Linked DNA regions of Mus musculus: region 2 is linked to region 1. The links are chromatin contacts, called in public Hi-C maps. All regions are on one chromosome and are shown on one strand. The core of a region is the stretch at or near the end of the contact, and the rest is flanking DNA. Distances in the headings are between cores, read along the strand shown.

The links. A called contact is a pair of places that touch in the nucleus more often than the background predicts.
Region 2: a contact with region 1 is called in a Hi-C map of bone marrow-derived macrophages, with 47 read pairs. The contact joins two enhancer-like sites. A contact is called at or near these places in 13 of 39 promoter capture datasets (the 3T3-L1 cell line, 3T3-L1-derived adipocytes, the C10 cell line and 8 more), 4 of 15 datasets of contacts at CTCF or cohesin (CD8 T cells, the NIH/3T3 cell line, large pre-B cells and 1 more), 113 of 484 Hi-C or Micro-C datasets (the 3T3-L1 cell line, the 63-12 cell line, the AML12 cell line and 62 more), 16 of 115 datasets of contacts at active chromatin or transcription factors (CD8 T cells, astrocytes, bone marrow-derived dendritic cells and 9 more) and 5 of 9 other capture datasets (adipose tissue, bone marrow-derived macrophages, embryonic stem cells and 2 more).

What each region holds. Positions count from the first base shown.
Region 1 is chr14:70,306,055-70,312,006 of GRCm38.p6, reverse strand. It overlaps Slc39a14 (solute carrier family 39 (zinc transporter), member 14), which reads left to right. Exons shown (of 10, transcript NM_144808.4): 6 at 1,032-1,151; 7 at 1,736-1,924; 8 at 2,042-2,249; 9 at 3,173-3,357; 10 at 5,195-5,952. The coding sequence ends at 5,341. Among named protein-coding and RNA genes, the nearest start is that of Ppp3cc, 20 kb to the right of the region's middle. Within about 2 kb of position 3,191, at least 42 of the 459 cell types and tissues checked have an H3K27ac peak or open chromatin away from gene starts, as enhancers often do. A contact at or near this core is called in the BV-2 cell line, bone marrow-derived dendritic cells and bone marrow-derived macrophages, where this site is marked.
Region 2 is chr14:70,400,479-70,406,430 of GRCm38.p6, reverse strand. Piwil2 (piwi-like RNA-mediated gene silencing 2) reads left to right here. Exons shown (of 23, transcript NM_021308.2): 11 at 4,209-4,397; 12 at 4,929-5,013. Among named protein-coding and RNA genes, the nearest start is that of Gm24890, 25 kb to the left of the region's middle. Within about 2 kb of position 3,505, at least 100 of the 459 cell types and tissues checked have an H3K27ac peak or open chromatin away from gene starts, as enhancers often do. A contact at or near this core is called in the BV-2 cell line, bone marrow-derived dendritic cells and bone marrow-derived macrophages, where this site is marked.

The DNA.
Region 1 (5,952 bases), core at 1,942-4,441:
GGGGTCCTCCCACCTCCTCCTCCTGAGTTTGGGAAACTGCAGGCTTGTGGAACTAGGCCTGGCTTTTATCCACCCCAAGATGCCTGCAGGGACAGAGCCTGCTTTTTTTGGTTTGTGGTCCTTTCAAGATTCTGTGGTCAGGACGATGCTGCAATTCTTGCTGTGGAACTAGAATGGATTTTCTCCTTTTAGCAATCGTAACTAAGCCACTTCCCGTTGTGTTTACGGGCAGATGAACCGAGGACAGTAGATGAGGCAAAAATAAACGCAGGTGGCCTCCCTTTATACGTGGAATTTGCTGACTAAGTGCTTTTGTGGCTAAGCACTAACAGAGATTAAGACAGCGTCCTCATTAAAAGGAGACAACCACCTTTTAATCCCCAGATCTGGGGAGGTAGAGGCAGGCTGACCTCTGTGAGTCTGAGGACAGCTTGGTCTATGTAGTGAGACCTAGTCAAAAAGAAAAGAAAAAGAAAGCAAGCAAGCCAAGTGGCCATGGTAGTTCCTGCCTATCATGCGACCCAGAATGCTTGCCGCTCTTCCCGCTCTTCCCGAGGCCCAGGGTTTGGCTCCCAGCGTGCACATGGCTCCCGGGTGGGTGCCTACAGCTCCAGGTTCAGGTGAACTGGCACCCTCCTCTGGCCTCCTCAGCCACCTACATGCATATTTGCAAACGCACACATTCACGTACACATAAATAAAAGTTAAGTAAATGTAAAATACATATAATAAAACCCTAAGAGCTGGAGATGTAGCTTAGTGGTAAGGTGATTGCCTAGCAAACCCAAGGTCCTGGATCCAAATGCCCAGGATCAGAAAAGCCTAAAGACAGCCTGCCTTTTGTATCCAAAGAGAATATGCAGGCACCAGGCTAGTGCTGGCGAGTCAGGGGAATGCAGAGGCTAGGTTTCTGCTGGCCGGAGAATGGGCAGCCAGCAGACTGCCCGTCTCCCAGAGTGGAGAGTGGTAAGCAGATGAGAGCCGCTGAAGGCTTATGTTTGTAAACTCATTCTGTTTTCCTGCGCCCACAGGCTTTTGGCTTCAACCCTCAGGACAATTACGTCTCCAAGTCTGCAGTGGTGTTTGGGGGTTTCTACCTTTTCTTTTTCACAGAAAAGATCCTGAAGATGCTCTTGAAGCAGAAAAACGAGGTGAGGCCCAGTTGTTAATGATGACCTATCCAGTGGAAAACCCTAACCTCGAAAACAAAAGTGCTGACGTGGGTCGGTGGGGTGTAGCAGCGCGTGACGGCGCTTGCAGAGCAAGCCTGGCATTCTCTCTATAGAGGACAGTAAAGAGGTTTGGTTACAAGCATCCAGGAACAGCTCTGACTGGTGTAGCTCCTGTATAAGAGGCCTCCTGTCGCTGGCATGGGGTCACTGCCTGTTAGAGTTGAATGAAGTGGCCATCTTAAAAGAGCAACCTAAGAACTTAGAGTAGTGGTCACCTCACTGGATTGGGTGACAGCAGGAGACTTCTTTGCCTACTAGAAAGTCCCTGTCTTTGTATGTGTTGCCACCGGCTATACCAATTTCTCTACGTCCCTGTGTGTGACCTGCTCAGTTTCCTTGGATATAGGAATAAGCTCTTCCCCAGCCTTGGCGTGCTTCCTCCAAGTGGTGGGCGCCGGGCTGGGCTGGGCTGGGCTGGGCTGGGCTGGGCTGGGCTGGGCTGGGCTGGGCTGGGCTGGGCTGGCAGTTTTGATCAGTAACACTGCTCACTCTTCCTACCCTAGCACCATCACGGGCATAACCATTTTACCTCCGAGACACTTCCTTCCAAGAAGGACCAGGAGGAGGGTGTGACCGAGAAGCTACAGAACGGGGACCTGGATCACATGATCCCTCAGCACTGCAACAGCGAGCTGGATGGCAAGGCGCCTGGCACGGACGAGAAGGTCATTGTCAACTCCATGTCTGTGCAGGTCAGCAGCCCTGAGTGCCCCCGGGGAAGCCTCGACACAGAAGCCACGCCTTTGTGAGTCAGGCTCTCCGGAGGTCACTCTGTAACCTGAAGTCCACTGGTGTGTCCTTTCTCATAGGACCTGCAGGCATCCCAGAGTGCTTGCTACTGGCTCAAGGGGGTCCGCTACTCTGATATCGGGACCTTGGCCTGGATGATCACCCTGAGCGATGGGCTCCACAATTTCATCGATGGCCTGGCTATTGGTGCCTCCTTCACTGTGTCTGTCTTCCAAGGCATCAGCACGTCAGTGGCCATTCTCTGTGAGGAATTCCCTCATGAGCTGGGTGAGTGCTTAGTCCCTGTCCCCGTGTTCCAGCTGTCTCAGTTTTTGTCTGAGACACCGAGACACCCTTCTTGCATCACATCCCTGCTGCTCCTCCCACCTCCACCACAGCACTCACTGAATTAACGCCCTGTCTCGCTAACTCTGGAATTATAACAGTGGAGCATAGCTTAGAACTATAGAGGTTCTTACAGGGAGATTTTTATCCCATGAGCCCTGTGTCCTGTGGCTTAATTTTCCCACCTGTATAGCATGATTAATACCTACACCTGCCTTTTAGAATCATCAAGGGGATTATAGGCAAACAAATGTTGAAAAGGACTTGCCAGGTGCCACACAGTATTGTGGCTACTCAGTAAAGATCCCCTCTTTATGTCCTGCATCCTGTAGAAGCTAGAAAGCATGTCATGTGAATGAAGCAGAAAAGCCAGCGCCTAGGGGTGCGTGTAGTTTTATCAAGGGAGTCTAAGAAGCCATGACTCAGGACCCAGTGACAACACGGGCTCCTAACTTTGGCATTTATTGGCTTGAGCACTAATTTCTCCCTCTCTCAAGTCTGGTCCTGACCGTGCCATCCGTTAGGAGACAGGGAGCTATTTTCATTTCACCATCAGTCAAAAAAGAAGTGAGGATGTTGCTGGTTGGTTATAGACATTTAAAGTCCTGTGGATTATTTTCAGCCTCTGTGTGGGGAGCGATGAGGCCGGTGCTGGTTGCTTATGTTCTTCCAGAAGTCTATGAGGGCTTTGCAGCCTCTGTGCTGCGAGGTCATGGCCAGGATTGGAAGATGGGTGTGCCTTTATCCCAATACCACCTGAGAATGAGATTTTCACCCGCACATGCTTCACCCGTAGCTGAAGCAGTCCCATTCATTAGTGTCGTGCGTCCTGACTCAGCCCGCTTCCTGTTCTCATGCCATTGCAGGAGACTTCGTCATCCTGCTCAATGCTGGCATGAGCATCCAGCAGGCTCTCTTCTTCAACTTCCTCTCTGCCTGCTGCTGCTATTTGGGTCTGGCCTTTGGCATCCTGGCTGGCAGCCACTTCTCTGCAAACTGGATTTTTGCACTGGCTGGAGGAATGTTCTTGTATATTGCCCTAGCCGATATGGTAAGTGCTGTGGTTTCTGGTTGCCTCTTGGACAGGAGGGCAGCTAAAGGCCACACGTTCGGGTGTGTTTGGTTTTTAATTCTTTACATTGATATGTGTGTAGATGCGTGATAATTCTCATGGGAAACAACTTGTGGGACTTGGTTCTCTTTATGTCATGGGTTCCTAAGATGGGACTAGGCACCTAATGCTCTGTCACACGGAGCCATCTTGTCAGCCCAAGATTTTGTTTTTTGTATTGGCTTTATTGAAGTCTCTTTCACACTCAACCCAATTCACTGATTTTAAGAAGTAACAATTCAGGGTTAGAGAGATGGCTCAGCTGTTAAGAGCACTGGCTGCTCTTGAAGAGAACCCAGGTTTGATTCCTAGCTACAGTCCCAGGGGATCCTACTTCTTGTGTTCCACAAGGGCCCAAGCATCCATGTGGTACACAGACATACAGGCAGCTAAAGCACCTACATATAGCATACACGCATCGAATAAATTTTTTAAATCTAAAATGATATAATAATCTGACCTTTTCAATGCAGCATTCGGGGTTTTTGTTTGGGTTTGCATGAGACAAGAGTCTCACTCTGTAGCCCAGGCTGGTCTCAAAGTCATTGCAGCCCTGCCCCTACCCACCAGATGTTGGGCAGACAGGTGTAAACTACTATACCCAGAAGTCATTGGGTTTTAAAGGGAGAACTTTGGTCTCTCTATTAGCATTTCACTATAGAAAATTGACCATACTCAGGCTAGGGTCCTTATTTCAGTTTGATGGAAAAGGTGTGCTGTGTAGACAGAAAGAAAAGAGGGAGTGAGAAAGAAAAGGCATCACTTAGACTTTTGTCTACCACAAGTTAATGGTAACCTTATGGATGTCCTTTTAAGTTTTAATTAATAAGTTCATATATAAGTGCTGTATTTATATCATTTACCTCCCCCCAACTCCTGTGGCCCCCACCACCACCTTGCTCCCTCTCAAATGCACAGTCTTTTCTCTCTAATTATTATTGAGAGATATAAGAATACACATATAGGGCTGGCAAGATGGCTCAGCAAGTAAGAGCACTAACTGCTCTTCTGAAGGTCCTGAGTTCAAATCCCAGCAACCACATGGTGGCTCACAACCACCTGTAATGAGACCTGACGCCCTTTTCTGGTGTGTCTGAAGACAGCTACGGTGACTTATGTAATATAATATAATAATATAATATAATAATAATAATAAGTAAACCTTAGGGTCAGAGCAAGCAGGGACTGAGTGAGCGGAGTTGACCAGAATGAGCAGAGGTCCTAAAAAATTCAATTCCCGACAACCACATGAAGGCTCACATCCATCTGTACAGCTACAGTGTACTCATATACATGAAGTAAATAATAATAAAAATCTTTTAAAAAAAAGAATGCACATACACACACACATATATATAATATACAAACTTCCAAGTCCATTTGATGTTGCTCGTCTGTACATATGTACTGGATTCCCAATCAGGGAGCTTATCCCTGAGGAAGACTGGCTTCTCTGCATCTGAGTAGTCACTAACTAATTGTCTATAACTCTTCATTTAGGGGCGGGGCTTTGTGAGGTTTCCCCAGCCCACGCTGACACATCATCTGGTGTCTGCATTGTTTGGGTCTTGTTTAGGCAGCCATATTGTTGAGAGCTACAGAGAATGGTCAAAGATAACACCCTCCCCCCCAGTGACCTCCTTAACTCCAGAAAAGTCCCCAGAACTACCAAAAACATCCTTCCAAAAATACGGTCCACCACTTGAGAACCAGACATCACAGTGATTGGGACAATGTTAACAGAATCTGTAACTCATTTTTTTCTCTTCCTTCTCAGTTCCCTGAGATGAATGAAGTCTGCCAGGAGGATGAGAAGAACGACAGCTTTCTGGTCCCCTTTGTCATCCAGAATCTTGGCCTCCTAACCGGCTTCTCCATTATGCTGGTCCTCACAATGTATTCAGGGCAGATTCAGATCGGGTAGGACCCTGCCATTGGGGAGCCAGTGGCATTGGACATCGGGCTCTGGGCCCCCATCTGGTCCCCGGCCCGAGGACTCAGCATCCACGAAGCATCATGGAAAAGGCAGCTCTTTAAAAACTGGCACAGACTTGTCTGCCTGCATTCAGATGTCATCTGTTTCAAATGCTCTGTCCTAGGAAGAAGCTGCCCTGGGAATCTCTAGGTAGTGCCTCGAACCGTTGTCTCCCGACCCTTTCCACTGATGATTCTGGAGCTGAAACGCCACATGTAGGACACGCCTCCCTTTTCCTTCTGGCCACCCTCCTCCCTTTCTCTTGGAAGAAGCACTGAGAGATGTGGAATCTTTTACAATGTAAAAATGAAGCCAGTGGTCATGGTTTGGTTAGAAGTATCAGTGTGGCTTCCAGCTTTGGGGCCTGTGATTCTAAATGTGTGTACCCAGGATTTCAGGTCGGTCCATTTTGGCATGGGTTCTCATGTTTTTACAGAGAAGAGGGCAGAAGACAAGACTCCTGTGTTTTTCAGTCTGTTAACTGTTCTCTGAAAAGGCTGACTTTCCGATGAGTATGGCAGGCAGAGGGGCAGGGGATTGCCTGAGTGAGGAGGGGGTAG
Region 2 (5,952 bases), core at 2,256-4,755, 94 kb before region 1:
GGCTGATCAGATCTGGAAGGCAATCAAATATCAAGTGTGGAATTCTGGCTAGACTGACTCAGTAGGATTCTTGCTGAAATGGGTGAGTGTGGTGGGTGGTGAGAGAAGCCTGGTTAAGAAGAACCCAGCTAAGAGTTGGCCAAGGAGAGGCTCTTCCTTACATCTGATAATGGTACTCTGCAGTCCTCTCTGCTTGAGTGTGGGCTGGACTCCCACACATCTCAAAGAATAAAATATGTGGGAGGTAGAGTATGAGAAGACTGCTTTCTGTCTAGGGTGTGCTCTCTTACTGTCCCTTGGGTCACCCACCTAAGGGAAGCCAGAGGCCATGTTATGGGGCAGCCTTTAGAGTGGCTCACTTAAGTGATCTTAGTAACACATCTTGTTTAGGTTCAACCTTGAGGTGGCTGCAGCGGGGCTGAAAACCTTGCCTGCAGCCTTGTCAGAGTTGCCTTAATTCCTGACCCACAAAAACCTGAAATAAGCTGCACAGTGGTGGTGCACGCCTTTAATCCCAGCACTTGGGAGGCGGAGACAGGCAGATTTCTGAGTTCCAGGCCAGCCTGGTCTACAGAGTTAAGTTCCAGGATAGCCAGGGCTACACAGAGAAACCCTGTCTCGAAAAACCAAAAGCCAACAAACAAAAAACCCAACCTGAGATAATAAGCATATGTCTAGTCTATTATTGTTATTATTATTATGACTGTGGAGACAGAACTTAAGGCCTCATGCATGTTAGGCTATCATCCCCACACTAAGCTACATTCCTGCTTGTATATGATTTTTCACACATCTCTTTATTTGTGTGTATGTATATGTGTATGTGTGAAGGTTAGCGGACAGTTTGAAGGAGTAGATTTTCTCCCTCCACCTTCCAGATCCAGGAATCAAACTCAAGTCTTTGGATTTGGCAGCAAGTGCCTTAACCCACTGAGCCATCTAGCTAACCCCAGTGTGACCTTATTAAACAGCTTTATTGAGATACAAACTAAAATATACTCATTTGGAGGGTGCTGTTCTGTGGCTGTTAGCTTATCCATGGTGTATGCTGTACATTATCACTGCAGTCAGTTGTAGGACATTTTCATCCCTGCAGAGAGAAGCGAAGCCCATACCCTTGGACATTAGTTTCCTTCTTTGCCCTCAGACCTAGAGAAACCATCAGTCTGGTTGTGTGTGTGTGTGTGTGTGTGTGTGTGTGTGTGTGTTGTTCCACCCCTTCCTCTCTTCCTATTTTTTTTCATTGTTTAAGATAAGATCTTGCTGGCTTATTCATGTTGGCCTCAAATTTGTAATCCTTTTACCTAACCAATCTGTTTTCTAACTATTTCAAACATTCCATATGAAAAACAACCTTTGTATAATATTCTGTGTCTTGGTATGCTTTCAAGATATATCCAGGTTATATGCATGATACAGAGTTCCTTTTTGCATTGGAACAATACTCCAGCATATTGATATACTATATTTTTCTTTTAAAAGATATTTATTTTTATTTTACTATGTTTGTATAAGTATATGCTGTGTATGTGTGCCAATGGAAGTCAGAAGAAGATGCCAGGTCCCCTGAACCTGGAGGTACAGGAGATTGTCAACCATGTCACTGTCAACCATGGATGCTAATCTCTGGTACTCTGGAAAAGCAGCAAGTGATCTTAACCACTGAACTCTCTCTTTCTTTTTAAAAGTGATATTAAAATGTTTTATTTGTGTGTGTGTGTGTGTGTGTGTGTGTGTGTGTGTGTGTGTGTGGATGTGTTTGCTGCTTGGGTCAGAGGACAACTTTGTGAAGTTTGCTCTCTCTCCCACCTTTTCGTGAGTCCCAGGGATCAAGCTCATGTTGATAGGCTGGGTAGCAAGAGCCCTTCTCTTCTAAGCCACTTTGCTGACCTTGCCATATTTATTACTCAGCTGTTTGAGGGATACTTTGTAGTGTTCACTGTTTGCCTGTGCACTTCATGTCCAGATAGATTTTGGTGTGTGTATTGCCATTTCTGTGAGCTCTATTTTTATCCTTTACTTAACCCAAGGACAGCTTGGCACTTCTCGTGTTCCCAACAGAGGTGTGTGAAGGCTCCAGTTCACCTGCAGCCTCACTTGCTGGCATCTGTTTCTATTATAACCACCTTTGCATGTAAAATGAGTAACTGTGGCTTCGATTGCATTTCTCTCATGACTCATGATACTGAGCAGTTTTCTCTGCACCTTTTAGCCATTTGAATATCTTTGTGAAATATTTAGATCTTTGATCCACTTTTAAAATGCATTTTTAAAAGTATTTATTTTATTTCACATGCATTGTTGCTTTTCCTGCATGTCTGTCTGTCTGTATGAGGGTGTCAGATCCTAGAACTGGACTTACAGACAACTGTGATCTTCCATGTGGATGGTGGGGATTGAACCTGAATCCTCTGCAAGAGCAGCCAGTGTACTTAACTGCTGAGCAATCTCTCCAGCCTCTAAAATATATTATTTAATTGTAAAATTTTTGTATTTTAGATACAGATATCTTGTCAAGTACATAATTTGAGATACTTTCATATGAATTGTCTTCCCTGTCTTAGTTAGGGTTTCTATTTCTGTGATGAAACATAAAAGCAACTTAAGGAGGAAAGGGTTTATTCAGTTTATTCTTCAGTCAGCATCTCTATTTACCATCAAAGAAAGACTGGACAGAAACTCACACAGGGCAGGAGTCTGGAGGCAGAGCTGATGCAGAGGCCGTGGAGGGTGCTGTTTACTGTCTTGCTACCCATGGCTTGCTCAGCCTGCTTTCTCATAGAACCCAGGACCACTAACCCAAGAATGGCCCCACTCATAGTGGGTTGGGCTCTTTCCTATAAATCATTAATTAAGAAATTGCCTTGTAGATAACTCTAGTTGTGTCTCGAGTTGACGTGAGACTAGCCAGCACATTTCCTCCCTCCCTTTCTTCCTTCTTTCCTTTTCTCTCTCTCTCTCTTTTTTCTTTCTTGCTGAGACAGGGTCTTGTTATGTAGTTCAGGCTGGTCAGGAATTTACTGTGTAGACAATGCTGGCCTCAAACTCACAGAGTCACTCACCCTACTTTAGTTTGATGTAAGAAACTTATTACAACAATAATTCAAAGTTCACCAGAGGTACCCACAAATCCCTTTGCCCCATATGCACATCCTCAAAGAAGGGCTTCTGTGTGAGCCAGAGCAGCCTTACAGAATCATAAGATACAGATGGCCTTTCTCGGAACTATTCAGTAATGTTGCTTTAGGCCTCCCACGTGTGGTTTGATTTGTGATTTAAAAGAGAAGTTATGGACATGTTACAAAACTTTTCCCTGTTGTATTTGGAGGTCATGAAAATTTAATTAAAATCTCTAAAATTTTATTTTATGTGTATGGGTGTTTTGCCTGTGTATATATCTGTGCACCATGTTGAATGCCTTGAGGCCAGATGATGGTGTCAGGTCCCCTGGAATTTGAGTGACAGATGGTTTTGAACCCCTACCCCTAGATGGGGCTGGGACTTTAACCTAGGTCCTCTGTAAGGCCAATCTGTGCCCTACACCACTGTAAGGCCAATCTGTGCCCTACACCACTGAGCTTTCTTGCTAGCCTGGATCTTTTTTTTAAAACAATGCAAGTGACTTTCCTTTGGGAGACCTCAGTTAAAAACAAACAACAGTTGAGTTGAGTGTGGTGGCACAGGCCTTTGATCACAGGACTCCTGAGGTAGATAGAGGTAGACAGATCTCTGTGAGTTCAAGTCCATCCTGGTCTCATAGTAAGCTCCAAACCAGTCAAGGCTACGTCACTGAGACCATGTTTCAAAAAGAGGAAGTGAGTTGGGGTTGACTGGAGAGATGATACAGCAGTTAAGAACACTTCCTGTTCTTTTAAATGAACTGAGTGCGAGTGCCGTGCGTTCCAGCACCCACATCAGATAGCTCACAAGCTCCTGTAGCTCCAGCTCCGGGGGACCCGATGCCTCTGGCCTCCTTGGGCACTTGCACTCACGTGTGCATACAGGCATACACACCGCATTGAACATAATTAAAGTAATAAAAATAAATCCTAAAAAACGATCATTGGTTCATGAGATGAGTATAGCTAATGAGGGGTAAAAGATGAGATCCAACCCTTGGGTCCTTACTTCAGTTTCTGGAGCCCCGTCCCTCTCTTAGGAGCCTGAGGGTATGGATGCCAACCAGAGTCTCTTACCTCTTCCCAAAGGCATGCTATCTACCAGCAGAACAAGGAGCACTTCCAGGACGAGTGCAGCAAGCTTCTGGTTGGCAGCATTGTCATCACGCGCTACAACAATCGTACCTACCGAATCGATGATGTGGACTGGAACAAGACCCCTAAAGACAGCTTTGTCATGTCGGACGGGAAGGAAATCACATTCCTGGAATACTACAGGTACAGATGAGAGACTGCACTTGGTCTGAGGGTAGGGGTGGGACGTGCTCTCCAGGCTCTGGGTAGTGAGTACAGTTAAGGATGAGGTACCTGACACTGTACAGCTCTGTAAACTGGTAATAAAAACATCTGAGACCACATGAGCTTATTTGTGAGTCTGGCCTGTATGTGTTGGTACTTTTGGCAATTATTACATAAGTGATTTTGGGGGTATCCGTTGTATTTTTCTTGTTGGTTTTGTCTGGGGAGAGAATTGAAGTTCTCATCTTTAATCATTAGACTTTTATTTCTAAATCCTTTAGCTTGATGCACTTTCCACAAGCTTCTCTCCTGGGCTGTACATATAGCCTTTGTTCTCTGTCCATCAGCAAGAAAGCTGTAGCCTGCATTTCCCACTTACATATACTGTGATTAGTGTCTGATGGATTCTCAGTGAGGGGACTGTGCAAATTGTAAGCTGCAGTAGCACTGAAGAGGGCTGGAGGGGTTGTTGTAGGAGTGGTGACACTCTCTTGCTCTGTCCTGCTTTAGCAAAAACTATGGGATCACAGTCAAGGAAGATGACCAGCCGCTGCTGATCCACCGGCCCAGTGAGAGACAGAATAACCATGGCATGGTGAGTGGCTACCCTCCCAGCGGTCCTCCTCCGTACTGCTGCCCTGGCTATGTGTGCGCTCATCCGCTTATACAGTGTGCTGTGTTGGAACACATTGGGCATGGTTGTATTTTCCCTGTACTCAGAGTTGCCAGGAGGAGATAAATACCTCCACGAACAATTTGGGTTAAAGACATAAAGAGAGTTCCTTGTATCTAAAGATTAAAAACTCTGGAGCCTGGGGAGATGGTAGAGTGGTTAAGAACACTGGCTACTCTTCCAAAGGACCTGGGTTCCATTCTCATCACCCACATGGCAGCTCACAACTGTCCCTCCAGTTCCAAGGGAGCTTGGGCCTTTTCTGGCCCTCTGTGGACAACAGATACATATATACATGCAGGTAAAACACTCTTACATATACAAAAAAAGTAAAACTCTGACATGAATGTGAAAGCACACGCCTACAATCCTAGTACTTTAGGAGGCAGAGGCGTGTTGATCTCAGAGGTCGAGCTTAGCCTAATCTATGTAGCAAGTTCCAGGCCAGTCAGCGCTAAGTAGTGAGACATCACCTCAAAAAAAAAAAAAAAAAAAAAAAAGTTTGTGGGGGCTGGGAAGATTGCGCAGTGGCTAAGAGCACTGACTGCTCTTCCTGAGGATCTGAGCTTGATTTCCAGCATCCACATTAGGAGACTTGCAACTGCATATAACCCGGGCTCTAGAGACTGACACTTTTGGCCTCTGGGCACTGCATTCATGTGCATATACCATCCTCCCTGCCCCCTAACACACACACAATTAAAATAATAAAAATAAATCTTAAAAAACAAAAATCTATAGATTCAAAAGAGAGGTGTAGACATTTAGCAGGAGAAGGGCCCAGAGAATTGCCTTGATACCACACTTGGTCTCTCTTTTTTTAGTAAAAAACTTTAGATTTCTTATTTTATGTATATGAAT